Regions from separate parts of the Canis lupus genome. Here region 2 is linked to region 1. A link is a contact called in public Hi-C data. All regions are on one chromosome and are shown on one strand. Each heading gives the region's core, a stretch centred on a gene start, on an enhancer-like site or on the middle of the called end of the contact. The rest is flanking DNA. Distances are from core to core; before and after follow the strand shown. Region 1 holds the start of NFX1 (transcriptional repressor NF-X1). Region 2 holds the start of NOL6 (nucleolar protein 6).

The links. A called contact is a pair of places that touch in the nucleus more often than the background predicts.
Region 2: a contact with region 1 is called in a Hi-C map of blood, with 4 times the contacts expected there. The contact joins the promoter of NOL6 here to the promoter of NFX1 in region 1. A contact is called at or near these places in 4 of 9 Hi-C or Micro-C datasets (amygdala, blood and skin fibroblasts).

The regions. Positions count from the first base shown.
Region 1 is chr11:50,620,911-50,627,428 of UU_Cfam_GSD_1.0, reverse strand. NFX1 (transcriptional repressor NF-X1) reads right to left here and starts at 3,368. Exons shown (of 23, transcript XM_038552603.1): 1 at 2,829-3,368. The coding sequence starts at 2,853.
Region 2 is chr11:50,778,235-50,784,189 of UU_Cfam_GSD_1.0, reverse strand. It overlaps NOL6 (nucleolar protein 6), which reads left to right and starts at 2,185. Exons shown (of 27, transcript XM_038552612.1): 1 at 2,185-2,332; 2 at 2,485-2,650; 3 at 4,095-4,301; 4 at 4,387-4,503; 5 at 5,803-5,955. The coding sequence starts at 2,597.

The DNA of each region.
Region 1 (6,518 bases), core at 2,119-4,618:
ATGTTACTGGTAAGGTTTCTGGTCCACAGTAGGCTGTTAGTTAAATTTCTGGGGAATCGTAAGTTATATGTGGATTTTCCACTGTGCAGGGGGGTGGTGGTGGTGGGGGTGGGGGTGGTGGGGGTGGGTGGGAGGGGTGTTGGCATCCTTACCCCCCGCAAAGTTTAAGGTCAATTATACTAAGAATCAACAGGACCTGGAAGACATGGGTTTATGTCCTTGTCCATCACTTTTATCTTTATGCAAATGACTTAATCCCAATTTTTCTTATAAGGAATGGAGACAGTAACAATCCTTACATCAAAGAGTTGCTATCAAGAATAAAGCAAGTTAGTAACATACATAAAGTGGTTAAAAATGTGCTTTATTACTGCTGTTTGGACTAGACTATCTAAAACACACAGACTTGACCACAGATGGGTGCAGTGCAGAGCCTTTGGGTTTCAGGTTTAATAATTTTTTTTTTTTTTTTTTTTGGTAATTAACATGTGCCAGGCACTATTCTAAGCACTCTGCATCTGTTAACTCATTTAATCCTTACATTCCTGATGACAGAGCTATGACACTGAGAAAATTACTTGCCAAAGGCCACAGAGATGTTCTGAGGCAGACTCAGGATTCCACCCAGGCTATATGGCCCTAGAGATCATACTCTTACACTGTACTGTCAAAGGCTGGGCAGTGGGTACCATAGAAACATATACTCAAGAACTGAACGAGATCATAAAGGTCATAGGGTAAACTTCATTCAATCCAGGATTTGTCCTGAAAGCTTTCACACAGGCAATTCTGGGGACGGGGTGGAGGGGGATTAGACAGATTTAGAAGGTCACGAAGGAGATGTTCCAGAAACATAAGAGATAACATAAAGGTGGGAAGGGGTAGATTAGACCTAATGTGTATTGTATAGTCCTCTCCATCTTGAAAAAACAAAGTTGGAAAGGGGCAGAAGAAAAGTCAGTAAAGTCCAGAATAGCCTGGTAAAAGATGGGAAGAAGGTGTTCCATGTTAAGCCAAGCAGTAAGGAATTGGTGCAAGTAGAGAGTCTAGACAGGGCAGCACCTATTTGTATACAGTTTGTGATCCATTAGACATGAGATAGTAGGTAATGCCCTCAGAAAGACCCTTGAGAAATAGAAGGGAAAAAAGACACATGAGTCAGAACTCTCCACCTGAGACATAAAGATCTTTCTCCTCAGTATCTAAGTAGCTGGAAATTACTCAGTAAATAGGATACAAGTAGTACCCTAGATCCAAGATAACACAGCAACACAGTAAGTGTCTAACAGGTGAGTCGAGAAGGATAAGAGGAAATCTAAGAGATTATGAAGTCCAGAAACAAAGCTGGCAGAAAGATATCCCTGAACCTGTCTGGTATTTGAGAACAGAAGTGGGCAAGAGAATTAAACCCTGAGATGAAGGTGTGGTCTAGAGAGGATGCTGAAATAAGAGCATGAAATAGGAACTAAGGCAAAAGCAAACTAAAGAACACAAGAGGGACTTGGAGAGGTCTTTGGACTAGGGAACTTTGCCATAGTAGATGGAGAGGAGGTTGGAACCTCTGGCAGGGGCACACCAGGGAGGTCAAAACTGTAATTCACAGCTGGCCTCACCCAATCCTGCCTCAAACACTGAAGGGTGGAGAAATGAGTCAGAAGTGAGCCTGAGGATGGAAAGATCAATGGATCCAGTTTAGAGGATCTGGGAAAAAAACAGGTGGCAGAGTAACAAAACACCAGACCAACCTAAAAAGGCTCCCATCCCCCAAAATTTAATAAATCAGGATTAGGGTTTTGAAAATATAATTTTTTGACCCATACCCACAGTAACAAGTACATTTTACCTGCCACCCAGTACACAAACTTAACATATACTCTTCTTGGTTGCAAAACACTGATAAGTGGCAGAACTAAGACTCAAATCAATGGCAGTTTACAAACCACATGTGGCAAACTGCTGTCCTGTTTTTTTTCCCCCCTAGAAAGAGTGGGTCTTGAAATAAAATCAACGCAGTGGGTTGTGACAGGTATTTTTTTCAAAGAAAACAGAAAACAGAGCGTATTTCAAACAGTAAGGAAAAGCATTAATTCCTAAAACTTTTGGTTCGCTTTTAGAGTCACACGTGTGCACTGAACCACGATGTAAAATGTTTCTTTTCGGTCTCTGCCAAAAAGTTTGGAAAACAAAGATCTAAGGTACATCTTGAAGGAAAAGGAAATACACATCAACAGCCAAATGAGGCTGTTCTACACACGGAAGCAACTCCAAAAAAAGTGAGCTAACAATTATGGAACAAGTACGGTACAGGGCGGGAGCCTTCACAGAAATTATTTACTCCCAACTGATAGATGAGGAAACGGAGATTCAATCACACTGTGAGCTCGTGGCAGTCTGGAAATGGGAGCCCCTTGTGTTCGGCTCGCGCTCGCTCCGCTGCCCCAGGACGCGCCAACCCGCCACGCCTCGAGAGCCCGCCACCGTCACGGGAGGTGACTCGGCCGACGCCCGCCTGCTGCAGAGCACTGAGGCCTCTGCCCCAGCGGGGTTGGGCTGAAGGCGGGGCGCACGGCAGAAAGTGGGGCGCGCACACCGATTCACTGGACAAACCCGCGCTTCCCGGAAACCCAGCTGCGGGGCTTCACAACCCAGTGGAGGACGGTCGAGGTCTCGGTACCCACGACGCGCGTGGCTTGGCCCTTCCGAGCCACTATCCCGAACCCTGGTACGCGCCACTCTCGCGATATGAATGGTCGGAGTCCTAGGACTCGCCACTGACCCAATTTCCGCTCCCCGAGAGGGGCCCAGTCCCGCGCGGGCCGGGACAGTACCTGAGACAGGAGGCGCCTCCGCCATCCCGTGCCGCAACACCTAAAGCGAGCCCTGCAACCTAGAGCGGGATGTCACCCGGTCACGTGCCTCTGACTTCCGGCGCCGCGAGAATATTCGCCTCCGCGCGCCGGGTGGACGGCCACGGAGGTTGCGCGGCCGGAGGGAACTGTGCGGTGCGTCCGTGACGTCAGACACAAGCGCCAGGCGCCGGCGTGGAGGAGGGGAGTAGAGGCTGACCGTAGGTGGGGAGGGTCACGTTAGTGTGCGGCTAGGAATTTGCGTAGTCATTGCTTTTCTTTTTGAGATTCGTGGTGTTCTCTTGCTACTGTGCCCTTTGTTCTGGCACCCAACCAACTCCACCTGGCCTCCCGCGGTCCGCTCAAGCGTCACCTTCTACCTAGAATACTTCGGCTTTAGTGTTGGTTAAACAAGCAGAACTGCTAAGTCGTCAAAAGGGAATCGAAGGGAAAATACGCGCAAAAACAAACGGTAAAGGGCTAATATACCGAGAACTTTAACAAATCAGAAAATGATAAGCCGAAAAAAAGAAACAAAGCCGATAAACCATGTTATTAGAAATGGTAAAAGACTTGGACGGACATATGACGATAAAATACAGGTGGATATTGAAGTTGAGAAGGGAAAGTTCGGAGGCACTGATAATTTTTTTTTTTAAGATTTTATTTATTTATTCATGAGAGACAGAGACAGAGGCAGAGACATAGAGGGAGGAGTAGGCTCCATGCAGGGAGCAGGATGTGGGCTCCATCCCCAGGCCCCAGGATCAGCCCTGAGCCAAAGGCAGATGCTTCACCCTAGGCCACCCAGGCATTCCTAAAGTAGCAAAATTTTAAGTGAATGTGTGGAGTTTGCTTTGTTATTGCATTCATTACTAAGTAGAATGCAACATTTAAGCATGAAGCATATGTACTTGTAACGTAATTCACAGACTTCCCCCAAAACACGAAATAGATTCATTTATTCATAGTTGTGTTTTAATGCATACTCTTAGGCATCGCTTTAAGCGCTGGAGGTAAATGGTGAAAAAGACAAACGTGGTCCCTGCCCTAATGAAGTGCATTGTTTAGTATAGGAGATTAAAAACTAATTTATATTTACAAATTAATGATTTGTAAAATAATTTCAAATTATGTTAGCATTATGAAAGAAATAAGCAGGGTAAGAGTGATAATAGGACCTGATGAGAAAAGGTGGCCAGGCTTCCTTGAGTGGAAGGAAAGAGGAGAAGGAACTAGCTATAGGAAGATTCAGAAAGAAGGAATAGTAAAATGCAAAGGTCATGAGGAAGGAAAGACCTTGAAGTATTCAAGGTGTTGAGATATCTGCTGGAAAATAGGGAGGAGAGTGGCACGGTATGGAACTGAAGAGGTAGGTAAGGAAATCACACAGATCACCGCAGGCCATGATAATGGATTTTATTCCAAGAGCAGTAGGAAGTCATTGAAGGGTTCTAAGCAAAGAGATGGTATCTGATCTATATACTTAAAAGATTTCTTCTCTATCCAAAGGAAGAGTGAATTGTTGGGGAGCAAGAATAGAAGTGGGCAGAGCAGTGACAGTTTTGTATTAGGCTAATGCAGAAGATGATGGTGGCTTTGGACTAGAGTGACAGCAAATAGCATGGAGAGAACAGATATGAGCTATATTTGAGATACAACCAGTGTCCACCTTCCAGACTTTTCCATACCAACAGGTGTGATATCTCATTGTTTTAATTTTTATTCCTCTGATTACTGAGTCTGAATATTTTTAAAATGATTTTATTACTTCTTTTAAAGTAATCTCTACACCCAACATAGGGCTTGAACTCATAACCCCAAGATCAAGAGTCACATGCTGTACCAACTGAGCCAGCCAGGTTCAGCCAAGTCTGAACATTTTTTTTTTTTTAAAAGGGAGAGGGCTTTTTTTTTTTTTTTAAAGATTTTATTTATTTTATTTTATTTTATTTATTTATTTATTCATAGAGACCAAGAGAGAGAGAGAGGCAGAGACACAGGCAGAGGGAGAAGCAGGCACCATACAGAGAGCCTGACGTGGGATTTGATCCGGGGTCTCCAGGATCACGCCCTGGGCTGCAGGCGGCGCTAAACCGTTGTGCCACCTGGGCTGCCCAAGTCTGAACATTTTTAAATGACTTTTGGAGTTTCTTCTTTTTTAACTGCTTATTCACACCCACTGCCTATTTTTTTCTATTGGGGTTGCTCTCTTTTTCTTGCTGATGGTTTCTTGTATATTATAGATATCAATTCCATGTCAGTTTTATACATTTCAGTTGTCTTATTTTCTTCCATTTTCTATTAATTTTGTCCTTTACTGAACATAAATCTTCAATTTTGACAGAGCAGTTCATCAAATCAACCAACCAACCATACTGTCACTTTTAGAAATTACCAGGTGTTATCACTCTGAGTCCAATCAAGAGAGAGGAACCACACAGTCATTTGAACAGAGAAGGTTTTGTTTATAAAGACTTATTAACTATAACAGAGAATTGGAGTAATAAGGGATTGACTAGTAAAGAAGTAAAAAGAACTCTAAAATAACAGAGGATTAATGATATAAGGAAAAGCCACTACCTCTAGGATTGAGATTAACGAAAATCACCCAGAGCTGAAGTGTAAACTTTGTCAGAGAGGTTATGCCTGGGGATCCCTGGGTGGCGCAGCGGTTTAGCGCCTGCCTTTGGCCCAGGGCGTGATTCTGGAGACCCGGGATTGAATCCCACGTCGGGCTCCCGGTGCATGGAGCCTGCATCTCCCTCTCCCTCTGCCTCTGCCTCTCTCTCTGTGTGTGACTATCATAAATAAAAAAAAAAAAAAAAAAAAAAAAAGAGAGGTTATGCCTGTGGCTCACTAGATGGCAAGGAAGTGGCTGTGGTGCTGCAACAGCAGAAGCTGCCAGAAACCTACCTTGGAGGGTGCTGGGGAAAGTCATTCATGGGGAGGAGTCTCAGAAGAGGCACTCTACTATAAACCATGTGAGGAGATGCCAAAAGAAGTTTCTGGCTGTTAGCCACTACAAGCTGAAAAGGCCAGGTGCTGAAGAAGCCCTGTACATTGCAGAAGCCAAACACTGGAGAAGCTGCCCACAACACAAAAGCCTGCCTAACTGAAACACTAAAAATAGGAAACAAAACCTTTTCCTCCTGCAGTATCTCTCTGGTGCCCTCTACTGACAAATTTCTGCTAGCTGATAAAGGATAAATATTTGAAAGGGTCCAAATCATTTCACAGAGCAGGAAAAAAGGATAAATTTGGAATTGAATGGCAATAATTCATAATTGGAATACTAGGGAATCTGCTATTTTCAAAGCTTATAAAAATGAAAGTATCCTGCCTTTCCTATACAAACAGTATTTCATATAACATACCAAAACTTATGACAAGCTCAGATGGAAATGTACAGCTACAAATACTTGCATTAAAAATGAAGTCTAGGGCAGCCCCGGTGGCACAGCGGTTTAGCACCGCCTGCAGCCCAGGGCGTGATCCTGGAGACCCTGGATCGAGTCCCACATCAGGCTCTCTCTATGATGCCTGCTTCTCCCTCTGCCTGTGTCTCTGCCTCTCTCTCTCTCTCTCTCTCTCTGACTCTATGAATAAATAAATAAAATCTTTAAAAAAATTTAAAAAAAATAAAAATGAAGTCTAGCAGGGGTGCCTGGG
Region 2 (5,955 bases), core at 936-3,435, 160 kb before region 1:
GCCTGTGTCTCTATGTCTCTCATGAATAAATAAATAAAAATCTTTAAAAAAAAAAAGAAAGGTGCTAAGAGAATAGATCTTAAATGTTCTTACCATAACAATAACAACATATGGTAATTATGTGAAGTGAAGGATGTATTAAATGTGTTAACTAACCTTATTGTAGTAATCATTTTGCAACATATACATGTAACAAATTATCACATTGTATACCTTAAACTTTAGGTTATACAATAATTATATCTCAATAAAGCTGGGGAAAAAATCAAAACACTGAGCAAAAAGGGCAGCAAGTTCAAAGGCCCAGGACATAAAAGCAAGATAGTAGAGAAAATCTAAGTAGTTCAATATAGCGAGGGCATAAAGTTTGACAGAAACAATGGTAAGAGACAAGGCTGGAAGGTTGACATTGGCTTCATTAATTCTTTTATTCATTCAGTAAGCATTTATTGAGTATGTACAGTGTGCTAGGCATTGGCTATGTAGACCTGGTCCTTGTTTTCATGGATTTACAGTCAAGGAAAAAAAGACAATTGATAAACAATCAAAGCTTATTTTTTAAAAAAGGAAATAAATGGAATGATAAGGGAAAATATATTTCAGTTTAGAGGATCAGGGAAAGCCTAACTACACAGGTGATACTTATCCTGAGAACTGAAGGATGAAAAAGAGAAAAAGTCATGAAAAAGCATTCTAGACAGAGCAAACAGCTTAGATCCAGTTTATATCTCTTTTTTTAAAAAAATGATTTTATTTACTTACTTGAGGAGGAATGAGAGAGAGAAGGAGAAAGAGAGAGAGAATGCACAGAGGGAGAAGGAGAAGCAGACTTCCCTGCTGAGCAGGAAGCTTGATGCTGGGCTCAATTCCAAGACCCTGGGATCATTTTTAAAGATTTTATTTATTTATTCATCACACACACACACACACAGATAGACAGAGACACAGAGGGAGAAGCAGGCTCCATGTAGGGAGCCTGACGGGGGACTGGATCCCAGGTCTCCAGGATCAGGCCCTGGGCCAAAGGTGGCACCAAACCACTGAGCCACCCGGGCTGGCCTTATTTTATTTTTTAAATTCTGGCAACCATGTGGAAAGGGATCAAAGGACAAGACCACCCTTGTGAAAAATTCCTTTAAAAGGTATTGCATGAAAAAAAAAATAAAAGGTATTGCATGGATTAATCTGTGCAAATGCAAGTCAGGATAGTAGGTACTGTTGGAGCATAATGATTAGATGGCAAAATGAAGAGAAATTCTAAAGTTTCAAGAAATGTTCTGTTTCTTTTCTGGGAGCTGGTTACATGGGTATATTTGGTTTATGAATATTCAAGCTGTACCCTTATGTAATTTTCGTGTATGTATATATATGTATACACAATCACACATTTGCATAATTATATGCATACCTATAATTCTATATACATATACATGTAATTTTATATATGCATGTTATGCATTCTGCAATTACATACACACATATGTACATATGTGTGTATACATATGTGTGTATGTATATTGTACAAAAAAGCTATTGAATGAGATTGTCCTATACTTCAAACATGTTGTTATAGAAGACCAAAAAAGGGAGAGTTCCCCAAATGTTCTTAGATTAAGATAGAGAAAAGAAACATGACAACTAAATTGATGCATGCTCTTGCATCAAGAAATAAAATGCTACCATGTAAAGGATATTATTGGGATAATCAGCAAAATTTGAATAGTATTGAATCAAAGTTAAATTTGATAAATGGACTATAATTTTGTAAGTGGACTCTAATTAGTCCTTCTCCTTAGTACATATATGCCAAAGTATTCAGGGATGTGGGCGAAGGAATTCTCAAGTGGTTCTGCAGAAGAGTTTATAAATACCTAAAGACAAGACAAATTTGACAAAACAAACACTAAGGATGGGTACCTGAAGGATATATGTTCACTATATTATTACACTGGGTAGATTTGGAAAACTTAAAAATAAACTGGAGAAGCTCTTATAATCTAGGCACAAGGCGATTTGACTTGAACTAAATTTGGTACTAAAGACAGAAGAGAATGAATGAATTCGAAATATATTTTGAAGGCAGAACTGACGAAGCTGGTGATTCGGTAAGACGTGGTGGATGAGACGGACAGGATTCCGCGGCGAGAACCAACAGCCCCGAGCGCCCAAGCCAGCCCCGCCCTTCCTCTTTCGACGCAAGCTGCGGAAGTGAGGGAAAGAAAGCGACCGCTAAGCTACAGGCAGGCTTCCGGTCTGGCGTCGCAAAGAGACCGTAAATGGGAGAAGCCGGCTTGGCTCCTCCCCCTCGGTGGGCGGGCCTGGAGAGTGACAGGTACCAATGGCGAGCGGCCCTTCGAGCGCTCACCCAATGGTTCCGGAGCGGGGCGGAGTCCTGCGGCACGAGGCTGGTCCCCACGCGGCGCGGGGGGTTTGCCGCGGGGCTGCCGCAACTTTCTCGTAAGTCCTCTGCGATTCCGCTGCCAGGCTTCGGTGATTGTGCGGAGGGCTTCGGCACTTCTGCCCACGTGGGAAGAAGTTGTGCCGAGCACGTGGGCTTCCTACCCGAAGTACTGGAGCAAGACCTGGACCCGGAGTTATGGGGCCAGCGCCTGCGGGAGCGCAGGATCGCGGAGGTGCTGGGGAGCCAGAGGTGGGTGAGCCCTCCGGCAGGAAGGAGTGCTTTCTACCTGCCCGAGCTGGCAGAGCCTGGCAGCTCGCCGGCCAGGGGCGCCGAGGCAGTCCGTCCTGGAGGAGTCTTATTCCCCCACATTTCCAGTCTGGGCACCGAGACAGTCGGAGGGAGATGGGAACTTGCGTTATTTGGATAGAAGCGATAAAGCTTCTTGAGCTTTTTCCTTCGAGAGCTCTCACCTGGAAGTTGAAGAGACCCCCGCGGCGTGGATCATTTTCCTAACCAGGTCCTTCTCCTCGTCATTCTGCGAGACCTTCTAATCTCTTGAGCCCAGTTCTGTGCTCGCTGCTCTAACAGAGGGCACATGGTGGTGCTTCTGGGATCCTTCAGTGAGATTCTCCCCGTGTAGGAACGTGGAGTGGGGGCGGGGCCCAGGGCTGTAGGGGAGAAGGTTTGAGACCCTGCAGACCAGGGTGTGAAGCCTGCTTACAGAATAGGCATCCTGGACACCTAAGTGGCTCAGTGATTGCGTTTCTGCCTTTGGCCTAGGTTGTGATCCCGGGATCCTGGGATTGAGTCCCGCATCCGGCTCCCTGGGGGGAGCCTGCTTTTCCCTCTGCCTTTGTCTCTGCCTCTCTCTCTCTCTGTCTCTCATGAATATTTAATTTATTTATTCGTGAATATTTTATTTATTTATTCATGAGAGAGGCAGAGACATAGGCAGAGGGAGAAGCAGGTTCCATACAGGGAGGCCGATGTGGGACTCGATCCTGGGACTCCAGGATCACCACTGGGCGGAAGGCAGAGGCTCAACCACTGAGTCACCCAGGCAACCAGTAAATAAAATCTTTAAAAAAAAAAATGCATGCTAACTGTGGAATCCAGCTCAGGGGACTTCTTTCAAGTGTGCATTTTCTGCCAGGATTACTGAGGATTGGATGACATACTGAGTATATTTTACAGAGGCAGTAGATTCCAGCTCTTTCCAACATTTGGCCACTTAACATTATACTGATGTAGTCTATAGTCAGGGCTTGCTGGCAGGGGTAGAGCCTGGCAGGATTTGGATAGAGCAAGAGTGGAGATGGCATTTGCAGATTCCCATTTGCAGATAACCCAGCAGAAGAGGAAGCTCCCTGATGCATGGTACCTGGAAATACAAGAAGCTCAGGCATTGTTTAGGTCAGGACTCAGTCAACTACTAACCCTGTCAACTTCAGGCAGGGCTCCATGCTTGTGCTGTCACATAGACAGGGAGCCCTCAATTCAAGGAATTTCAGCCTAGAGCTTAGTAACGTTCTTCTAAGTAATGATAATCCTAAGTTTCACAGTCTGGCTCCCATTCAAAAGAATGAACAGGAGCTTGTGAAGTTTTTGCCCACATCCCATTATGGTGGCACTTCTGGCAGTGGATGTTTGATGTCTGTGACCTCACAGTGGCTTCTCTCCTCACTGGCCACAGGTAATGGAACTAGCTCTGGAAGGCACAGGCAAGGAGGGAAAGAAGGAGTCCTCAAAGAAGCATACCCTGTCTGGGTCTCCAGTGGAGGGCCTCCTGCAGCCAGTGAAGCTTAGCCAGGCAGAACTGTATAAGGAGCCTACCAATGAGGAGCTGAATCGTCTTCGGGAGACTGAGAGTCTATTCCACTCCAGCTTGCTTCGTTTACAGGTACTATTGGGTGGCTGGGGCTTTTATTAGAGGGGTGGGCCTGGAACCCTGAGGCTGAAGGACTCTCTGCTGTCTCTTCTTACAGGTAGAGGAGCTACTAAAGGAAGTGAGGCTGCCAGAGAAGAAAAAGGAGCGGATTGATGCTTTCCTACGGGAGGTCAACCAGAGAGTCCTCAGGGTGCCCTCAACTCCTAAGAGAGAGGTAAAGCAGGCAGTGAGAAGAACTGGAAAGCCCAGGAGAGGTCCTCCATGTGGGCATCTGAAACAGCTTTTCTCTTTGCCAGAGGGGTGCTAGGGAGCTCATTTTCATTGCCACTGGAAGTACAGTCAACCACTTGTGCATTTGTTCAGCAAACGCTTATGTTCTTTGCAGCAGTTACATTTTTAGGACACATCAGTGAACACAAGCTGTCTACTTTCTAGTGTTGGGCTTATGGATAGTAGATGATAAACATGACAGGTAAACTGTGTAGCAATGTTAGAAAACAGTAAGCAGTACAGGAAAAGGAGAAAGTAGGGCGAGGTGAGGGGATTGTGGGGATATCAGAAGATGGGAGTGGTTTGCAAATTTATTTATTTATTTATTTATTTTAAATATTTTATTTATTTATTCATGAGAGAGAGAGAGAGAGAGGCAGAGACATAGGCAGAAGGAGAAGCAGGCTCCATGCAGGGAGCCCTATGTGGGACTTGATCCCGGGACTCCAGGATCATGCCCCGAACCAAAGGCAGACGCTTAACTGCTGAGCCACTCAGGCATCCCTGGTTTGCAAATTTAAATAAGGTGGTTGAGATAGGCCTTATTGAAGTGACATTAGTGTGACGATCTGAAGGAAATGAGTCAGCCATATAGATATCTAAAGGAGGAAGAGCATGGCAGGAAGGGGAAATAAACACCACAAAAGCTCAAAGGCAGGAGTAAGCCTGGTATGTTGCTTGGACTGAATGAAGGGAAAATAAGAGACAAGTTCAGAAAGGCAGTGGAGGAAGGAGACATTTCACATAGGGCCTTGTACACTGAAACAGGGACTTTGCCTTTGCTCTGGGTGAAATGAGAAACCGCTGACTGTGTACATTTTTTGGTAGCGCAGTGATGTGATCTCACCTCATTTTTAAAAAGTTCACTTAGATGTTGTGTTGAAAGTAGAATGGAGGAGAATACAGGTAAAATCAGGGAGACTAGTTAGAAACCTATTATGTGGTAATCCCCTGGAAAGTGGTGGCATCTCATACTAGGATAGAGAAGTACAGAAGCAGTCAGTGCCTGGATGCTCTTGACAGTGAAATGGGTATTCTCAACAGAGATGAGTCCAGTGATTTACATGTTTTGTGCTTGAACAACTAGTATGAAGTTTCCTTAATGGGGAGGACATGTTTATAGAAGGACGAGGGGTTTATTTTCAAATGTGTTGATGCATTTAATGTGATATGTCTACTAGACATCAAGGGGACGTGTCCGGAAGGCAATGAAATTAATATGTATCACTGCCTTTCCCCACAGCTGACTGACCAGACTTGGCTCCCAGCTGGGGTTCGAGTGCCCCTCCACCAAGTGCCCTATACTGTGAAGGGCTGTTTTTGCTTCCTGCCTCCGTCTCAGGTCACTGTTGTGGGCAGCTACCTTCTGGGCACCTGCGTCCGGCCGGACATCAAT